3 separate regions of the Mus musculus genome follow, and regions 1 and 3 are each linked to region 2. A link is a contact called in public ChIA-PET and HiChIP or PLAC-seq data. All regions are on one chromosome and are shown on one strand. Each heading gives the region's core, a stretch centred on a gene start, on an enhancer-like site or on the middle of the called end of the contact. The rest is flanking DNA. Distances are from core to core; before and after follow the strand shown. Region 1 holds the start of Snx4 (sorting nexin 4). Region 2 holds the start of Pcyt1a (phosphate cytidylyltransferase 1, choline, alpha isoform). Region 3 holds the start of Rpl35a (ribosomal protein L35A).

What was found. ChIA-PET counts read pairs in DNA pulled down with a chosen protein or histone mark. HiChIP or PLAC-seq counts read pairs in DNA pulled down with a chosen protein or histone mark.
Region 1: a contact with region 2 is called in an HNF4G HiChIP or PLAC-seq map of pancreatic cancer cells. The contact joins the promoter of Snx4 here to the promoter of Pcyt1a in region 2. A contact is called at or near these places in 1 of 484 Hi-C or Micro-C datasets (CD4 T cells) and 1 of 115 datasets of contacts at active chromatin or transcription factors (pancreatic cancer cells).
Region 3: a contact with region 2 is called in an RNA polymerase II ChIA-PET map of memory CD8 T cells, with 28 read pairs. The contact joins the promoter of Rpl35a here to the promoter of Pcyt1a in region 2. A contact is called at or near these places in 1 of 484 Hi-C or Micro-C datasets (CD4 T cells) and 4 of 115 datasets of contacts at active chromatin or transcription factors (astrocytes, effector CD8 T cells, large pre-B cells and 1 more).

The regions. Positions count from the first base shown.
Region 1 is chr16:33,250,140-33,252,839 of GRCm38.p6, reverse strand. Snx4 (sorting nexin 4) reads right to left here and starts at 1,384. Exons shown (of 14, transcript NM_080557.2): 1 at 1,239-1,384. The coding sequence starts at 1,379.
Region 2 is chr16:32,429,627-32,432,326 of GRCm38.p6, reverse strand. Pcyt1a (phosphate cytidylyltransferase 1, choline, alpha isoform) reads right to left here and starts at 1,406. Exons shown (of 9, transcript NM_009981.4): 1 at 1,296-1,406.
Region 3 is chr16:33,055,188-33,057,887 of GRCm38.p6, reverse strand. Rpl35a (ribosomal protein L35A) reads right to left here and starts at 1,435. Exons shown (of 5, transcript NM_001130485.1): 1 at 1,378-1,435; 2 at 710-752; 3 at 346-498. The coding sequence starts at 720. It overlaps Iqcg (IQ motif containing G), which reads left to right and starts at 1,702. Exons shown (of 11, transcript NM_178378.3): 1 at 1,702-1,737.

The DNA of each region.
Region 1 (2,700 bases), core at 135-2,634, 820 kb before region 2:
CAGGAGAGGGACAGAGAAGAACAGGCAGCGTAGAGGATTTTTTAGGACACTTAAAAGTTCATGTGACAGTGTGTAAACTATGGACTTTGGGTGACAACCTGGCCTCACCGCGTATAACATAAACGAGTCTGGTAAGAAGCGTGGACAAGGCACAAGTCTGAATATGAGAACTGAGTATACGGGAAAATCTCCCCATTTCTCTTTCAATTCTACAGCGACCTTAAAACTGTTCTCAAAAATCAAAGTCTTAGCCGGGCGTGGTGGTGCACGCCTTTAATCCCAGCACTCCTGGGAGGGGAGAGGGCAGATTTCTGAGTTCGAGGCCAGCCTGGTCTACAGAGTGAGTTCCAGGACAGCCAGGGCTATATACAGAGAAACCCTGTCTCGAAAAAACACAAAACAAACAAACAAACAAAAAGTTAAAGTCTTTAACTTATAAGCACACATAAATGGTTTAAGTAGTCAAAACCTCCAACTGCTGAGAAGTTCCTGGTTAGCTCTCTCGAAACTTAGTCCTCTCTAGAGACGCATCAATCATAAAAATGTACGGGTTACCTTAGCATGAATACCTACTGGGGGTGAGGGGGCAACAGCAAAATGGCTGGACAGGGGCTGAGCAACTGAGGGTCAGGGAGTTCAAATACAGGGCGCTAATGAGTTTCCTAAACATTTGTTCATCAGAGTCTACAAATCCGTCACGACCCTTTGGATGGATGCACTCACAGATTGACAACGCGACACTCCCTTAACTCAAAAGGTGAGAAACACCAGTTATCACCGAGGGGCGGGGATTGCAGGAGGAAACATTATAACGACATTACAGCTAAATGGAGAGTTCAACAAATGTTTCTTCCTCTGTCCCTTCTCTTTAACGTGACGCTGATGTCTATTTCCCGACGTGTCCATAGGCCAAGCCCCCCTTACTGCGCACACTCGCCTCTCACCAAGGGTGTAGCCGCCTCCCAGCGACCCCCTCGGCCGGCCGGAAACAGCAGCGAGCCTCTTCAGGGCCAGACCCCGGGGGACGCGCCCACTGACACCGCGGGCCACGCCACCACGGACACGCGTGACAACGCCCACGCGGCGCTCCGGCACGCCGCGCCTGTGAGTCCATTTCCACTCCGCATCGGGTCATCCTCCGGTCTCGGGACCGCACCCACCAGACCCAGCCAGGGCGGCCCGGCCCGGCCCGCTAGGCCCGGCCCCAGACCGGAAGCCTCCGCCGCCCCTCTCCTCACCGTGTCGACCCCTGAGCCGTCTTCTCGGGTGCCCTCGTTCTCCTCACCGACCGCGGCCTCCAGCACAGCGCCAGGGCCACCCAGCGGCTCCAGGGGTCCAGGCTGCAAGAGCTTCTCGGGGTCCGGAGGTGCCTGCTCCATAGCTGTAGTTTGGCACCGCGAGTCCAGTGCGCCTGCGCGGGGCCTTGACTCCAGCCGCCCCGCCCTCTGCTTGTGGTAGCTCCGCCCTGCGCTCTCGGTAGTCCCGCCCCTGCCCACAGAAACTCCTCCTAGGCAGCGGAGACCCCAGAACGCTGGACCACCAGCCAAGACCTGCGACCGAGGGAGGTAGGGGAAAGCTAGGGCGACTACAGAGGGTTGGCTACAAAACTGGTAATCTGGGAGAGCCGGTAAAGACATAAAGAAACTAAAGTGAAGTGAACTCAAGAAGTGCAGAAGCCACTCAGATTGGCGATCCCCTCAAGTAATTGTGTCATTAAAAAGAAAGGGAGATTGTCTTGTGACCATCGCCCTTACCTTGCATTCACAATTCCGTTTCCCCTCGCAAAGACCAGAGCAGCATCAATTATTAACTTTTAGAGAGTTGAGTAACGCATTCAGCAAAAGATAACGCCTAAAGATTTGAGAGGTAAGATGGCTGAAGCAGGCTGGAGAGCGCCATTGTTAAGTAAGTGTTTAAACTTTAGACGCTAAAGCAATTTAATTTTCTACAAGTCTCTTGTAATTTCCTGAACCTACCCCTTGGCAAGATTCCCTGTGGTGACCTGAAGAGAAATGTTCACTGACTGTAGCCTAAATATGGGACCTTTGGGTTGGTATTTTTGTACAAAACCTGGTCTCGGACCAAAACTGATTCTTGCCAAACATCCTTTTCCGGGTTGTGAAGCACAATTTCTTCCTCCTGGAGTTTTCTCCCTGGCTTGGTGGCAAAGTTCCATTCATGCTCAAAGCACTTTCTCTTGTTATTTTACAATAATTTGTTCTAAATCCAGCTTCCTCCAGCTAGACTCTAGACTTCTTTAATGCAGGGACCCCTTCTCCTATCCTTTCCCTGTTCCTTCCTTACAGAGCCTGGACTATTTATGTATTTAGGTATTTTATTGTTCGCCAGGGATTAGTTAGGTCCGGCAAACCCCCAGAAAACATGTTTTTAAATCAGAAGACTTTTTTTTTTTTTTTCCGAGACAGGGTTTCTCTGTGTAGCCCTGGCTGTCCTGGAGCTCACTCTGTAGATCACCAGGCTGGCCTCGAACTCAGAAATCTGCCTGCCTCTGCCTCCCGAGTGCTGGGACTAAAGGCGTGCACCACCACCACCCGGCAGAAGACTATTTTATTAATCACACAAGGATAGATTTGTTCTCATTATCTTGTGATCTTTTCCCAGTTTCTGAGATCTCAGAAAACTAGATCCTAAAGCCGGCAGGATGTTCGTTGTGAGCTGACCAGTGGGTGACAACGAGGA
Region 2 (2,700 bases), core at 157-2,656:
TACAGAAAGAAAAACCTCAAATAATCCAAACCCACTACTTCTCAAACTAAAAAAGCAACAACAGCAAAAAGCTAGACATGGTGGCATGCACCTTTAATCTTGAGGCAGAGGCCAGGAGTCTCTGTGAGTTCAAGGCCACCCTGGTCTAGATGGTTCCAGGTCAGTGGCTATACATAGTGAGATCCTGTATTAATGCCTCAGAGCCAGCACTGGTGAGGCAGAAATAGGCAGATCTCTGAGTTCAAGGCCAGCCCGGTCTACAGAGGGAGTTCCAGGACAACCAGGGCTACATAGAGACACCTTGACTTGAAGAAACAAACTCACAAGCAAGAGCAAAGAAACAAAACCAAAACACTTTAAGTCCACCAAAATTTTTAAGCCCAACTGAAAATACTTGTCTCAGCCTCCTGGGTGTCTGAATTCTAGTTGTGTATCACCACACCCAGTTTTCAAACTTTAGCTCGTTTACTGCATACGTAGTAAGATGTAGGAAGCTAACTTTATAGCATCATTGCAAACACACCTGAAACCTATTTTATAAATCCTTACTATGTGAACACAGCGGGGATTTCTATTGTAGACCAGTTGTCTGTATTTAGTTAGTTGCCATCCAACTAAACTGTCTTCACAGCCCAATAGTAAACTGGGACTCAGAGTTGGGTGGCATAATCCAACTCTGAACTTTCCGCTTACTGACGAAGACACTAGCTCAGTGGTGAACTAAGTTTCTCACCCACGGAAGTTTGCCCGTAAAATTCAAACTCTGGTCTGGTCTCACACCAGTGCGGTTTCTTCGTAAGACCTGTGCCGGGTGGGTCCCTCGCTCATTCACTCACACTTTGTACACAAACACAAGTGCAAAGCACCACCCCCAATTCCTGATCTTACATTCTCCTCCAAGTCAGCCCTCAAAGTCGCTGCTTGTCGGTGAGCGCGCCCTCGCAGCCGCTGCTTCATGGTCCCTCGGATCAATCCCCTCAGTCACTATCCATCGATCAGTCAGTCCCCGGGTAGTCACTGCTGCATACTTACTCGGTCATGGTCCCGTCGCAGCCTCTGCCTCGTGCTCTCCGAGGTCAGAGTCCCTCGCATTTACTGCTCCGGGGGTCACAGACCCCTCACAAGCGGCCACCCCTGGGTCACAGTCCTCTTGGCTGTCATTGTACCTCGGTCACAGTAGCCTCCTGCTTCACACTTTCCCTAGCTGTCACTGGCCCACTCTTCAGTCGCAGCCCCCTCACGCTCCCAGCCCGCCTTTGTCCTCGCAAAGCACCCACTACCCGGAGTTTCCTTACCTCAACTCCTCCAGGCTCCGGTCCCCCTCGGATCCCTTCCCCGCGCCGCGTCACCGACTAGCGAAGTCAAATGGGTTGCGGGGAGACGCCCGGGAAACATCTGACCGGACTGCGGACCGGAAGTCCCGCCTCCCGCCCGCCCTCTTGTCAATGCCACCTCCGCATTCCTGAAAACCACAACCTGACAGAGTAGTTCCGCTTCCAGAGGGGCCGGGCGCGTGGGGTGACTGAGCCGAAGCGCTGGAGGCAGGCGCGGGGTCGGCGGGCTCGGAATTCCGGATGTGTGGCGCCTCCTGCCGCCGGTCTCCCGGCGTCCCCTGCGCCCGCTGCCCCTCGCCTTCTCCGCAGGGCTGGGGCTCCGATGTCCGACCTCCCCGAGGACTTCGAGCCCGCCGGCTCGGTCAGGCGAGCTCGGGTCTGAGCTCATCCTCTGTCTGCCAGTTATTCGGACCTGGGTTGACTCATCAGAAAACGAGCCTAGAAATCGACCCGGGAAGTAGTGGAGCAGGAGTAGAGGCGAGGGCAAAAATGCACAGACAAGGAGGCTGTAGTCTAGGGAACGAACTTCCTACGGTGAGCTTTTGGGGGATTTTGTTTGGCCGAGTCCCCCCCCCCCACACACACACACACACAACACACTTCTAAGATTTTGTGTGTCCACGGAGGCCATAAATGGGGTGACATGTCTTGGAGCTAGAGTTAACGGGCCTTTGTGAATACCTGGGTGCTGGGACCTGAACTCTAGTGGGTTTTGTTTTTTTTGGTTTTTTGGTTTTTTGTTTTTTGTTTTTTGTTTTTTTTTTTTTCGTTTTTTCGAGACAGGGTTTCTCTGTGTAGCCCTGGCTGTCCTGGAACTCACTCTGTAGACCAGGCTGGCCTCGAACTCAGAAATCCACCTGCCTGTGCCTCCCCAGTGCTGGGATTAAAGGCGTGCACCACCACTGCCGGGCTAATTCTAGTCTTAATTGAACAGTAAGTGCTTTTAACTCTTAACCACTGAACTCTCTCTCCAGACTTTTTGAGGGGAATTAAAAGTAACTATCAGACATGGCCTTTACTGTTGCCGAGACTGGCCTGGACCTTACTATTTGTCCCATGCCGGCCTTGAATTTGCAGTGGACCTCCTGCCTCAGACTCTAGAGTGCGGTCATTAGCCGCCACACCCTGTGCAATTCTGTAGCTGTAAGGCAAGTGGGAAGAAAACTCTACAGGAGAAAGATGGGGGGGGTGGGGGTAGACTTTTATGTATTTGTTTGCATTTTTTACTTGAAGATAACTGAGAGGAAAGAGGATGGGTGAACTTGTGCATCTGCTGAGGTGCTTCTAAGGAGAAAAATGATTAAAAGCTAGCACACACACTTAAGTTCAAATAGGTATTTGGACTTGGCAGATAAAATGCCCCCAA
Region 3 (2,700 bases), core at 186-2,685, 630 kb before region 2:
ATCTATTCTAGTAATTGTCATTTTTAGTAACTAAAACAAATCAAGATACATTGAAAAGTACTATATAAACCCTTTCAAAGGAAAATGAAAGGTACTAAGAGCTGTAATCTTTGTTTTTAACCATGTTAGGGACTTAACACAGGGAACTTCTACACTTGTACTACGAACCAATGGTGCCTATATAGTCCATACCACCGACAAAAAGATCCCTCTCTAATTTCCTCTAAGCTCTTCACGTGTCTAGGAAGACTCAACCACACCAATTTCTCACTAACACCCCTACCTTTTCAGTAGAAAAAACGAGATTAGTCAACCAAAAATTAAAAGGCATGGGAGCATACTTACTTTTTTGCCTTATACACATAAGCACATCTCTTGCCTAAGTAGAACTCCGTTTCATCTCGGGCATAAACGCCTTCAATTTTAAGAAGAGCCGTGTGCTCTCTTTGGTTCCGGAGACCTCGCTTGTAGCCAGCAAAAATGGCCTTGCACCACAGCCTAAGACAACGTTAAGAAAGACATGATGACTACCCCGTTACAACTTTTCATGTATCTTTTAGCAAGCCACCATGATTTGCTTTGTAGCAATTCCTACTCCAGCTATCTACAGCAGACCTCTCGTTCCCCTCCCGCATTACACTGAACTTTAGCTTCGCGTTTAATAGAACGAAACAGAAATGGAGAAAACGACTATTGTGAGATCGCGTACCTTCCAGACATACTTGCTGTTAGAAGTCCTGTTCCCAGCAGGCCTGAAAAACAAAACCGAGAGCTCAACCGAGAGTCATGCAGCACGCATCCCACCTGTCACTATTTCCCGGCGCGAGAGATGGCTTCAGTCGGCGTCCCAAGGATGGGGACCTCTTACCTACGCCCTGCCCCCTATAGAGGCAGAGCCTGGCAAAATACTCAGGGCTCCGACAACCAATGACAACGAACGACTCGGAATCGTGGGCAAAGGCCGGGTGGGAAGGCGACTCACCCGAGACTTAACTTCTCAAACCCCAAAAGGAACCCGGAGGCGAGCTCATGCCTCCATCAGTACAGAAAGCAGCTAACACAGGCGAGATCCGGCTCTGTGCGGGGAACCCAGCTCCCAGGGACCACCGCTCCCCGGGCCAGTAAGACCGGGGGAAATGCACCCATTCTCTCCTCCCGAGCCGGAGATCGACCGAGACCAGCGAGCTCTCCTCCCCCGGCCGGGGCCTCCACACCATCAGCCCGTCATCGCCTCCATCCCGCCCTCCATCCTCCTGGAATCCCCAGAAACCTCTGGCGGTCGGGTTCTCCGAGACGCCAGGTTGTCTCGGTGAGGGATGAAACTAAACGCACCCCAGCAATCGGGCCCCAAAGCTCAGCAGCAGGAACCCCCCTCACCTCCACAGGCGCCAAGATGGCGGAAAGAGGAAGGCAAGCCCCGCCGCGCGGCCTTGTGGGACGCACGCCCCGCCCCTCTCCGCGCTTAGGCCGCTCACACTGCGCCAGAAAGCAAAGGTCAGAGACAGAGAGAGAGGCTCGACTCAGCCAAGCCGCGCTCAAGAACTTTAAATTCTTTCCCTCCTGCCCTTTCGTCTTTGTAAGCGGCAACACGTATTATTTAGGAACAAGGAAAGGCAAAATCGTAGTCGACTAAGAAAGAATCAGGGGTCCTACTTAAAAAAAAAAAAGAGCTTGCGCGACGCGTTGCCATAGCTACCGATTAGTTTGGTTCCCGCCTCCAGCTGGGCTGGTAGAGAGGTAAGGAAAAGTTAAGTGTTTTCTCCTCTTCCTAGAATGGAGACTGGGATCCTACCATATAGGAGAGAAAAACCTGGAGCATGAAGGCAGGAGTTTCTCTTGATTTGTTCTTTTATTTTTTCCCATCTTTAATTTAACAAACAGGGTGTGGTAGCCGTTGCCCGTTAACCTCAGCATTTATTCCGGAGACTGAGGTAGGAGGATCACATCACAAATTCGAGGCTAGGCTAAGTTACATAGCAAGGCCCCATCTTAACAGCAACAAACATCCATGAGGCAAACCGCGGTCCCGGTGCTTGCTTGTAACCCCAGTATTCTAGCTGTGCGAGCAGGTGAATAGGACTTAAAAGACCATCCTCTGCTACATAGGGAGTGCCAGTCAGCCTGAGCTACATGAGACCCCATCTGAAAAAAAGGGAGACGATGTGAGGAAGTGAGAGATAGAAGATATCCTTCCATCCTTTCCCTGACTTGTCGGATGCAGATAAATTTTTTAAAATTCATTTATTTATTATATGTAAGTACACTATATCTGTCTTCAGACACTCCAGAAGAGGGAGCTAGATCTCGTTATGGCTCCATGTGGTTGCTGGGATTTGAACTCTGAACCTTCGGAAGAGCAGTCAGGTGCTCTTACCCACTGAGCCATCTCACCAGCCCACAGATAAATTTAATAGACTCAGATTTACAGTTCCTAACTTGTGCATTAATTAAGGCGAACTGATGGATCCATTCATTTAATCAGAGAGTAATTTATTGAATGACTACCACTACCAAGAATGCTGTAGGCTTGTAGGGCACCAGAGTAAACAGACTAAAACGTCTGCCCTCTTGCAGCCTACATGAGGGAGCAAGGATGGCATGTTGGCTCTGGTGTCTGTAATCCTTGCACTTAGAAGGTTGAAGTATGAAGATTGCTCTGTTTTAGGTCAGTAAGAGGTACATTATGTGTACACAGATATC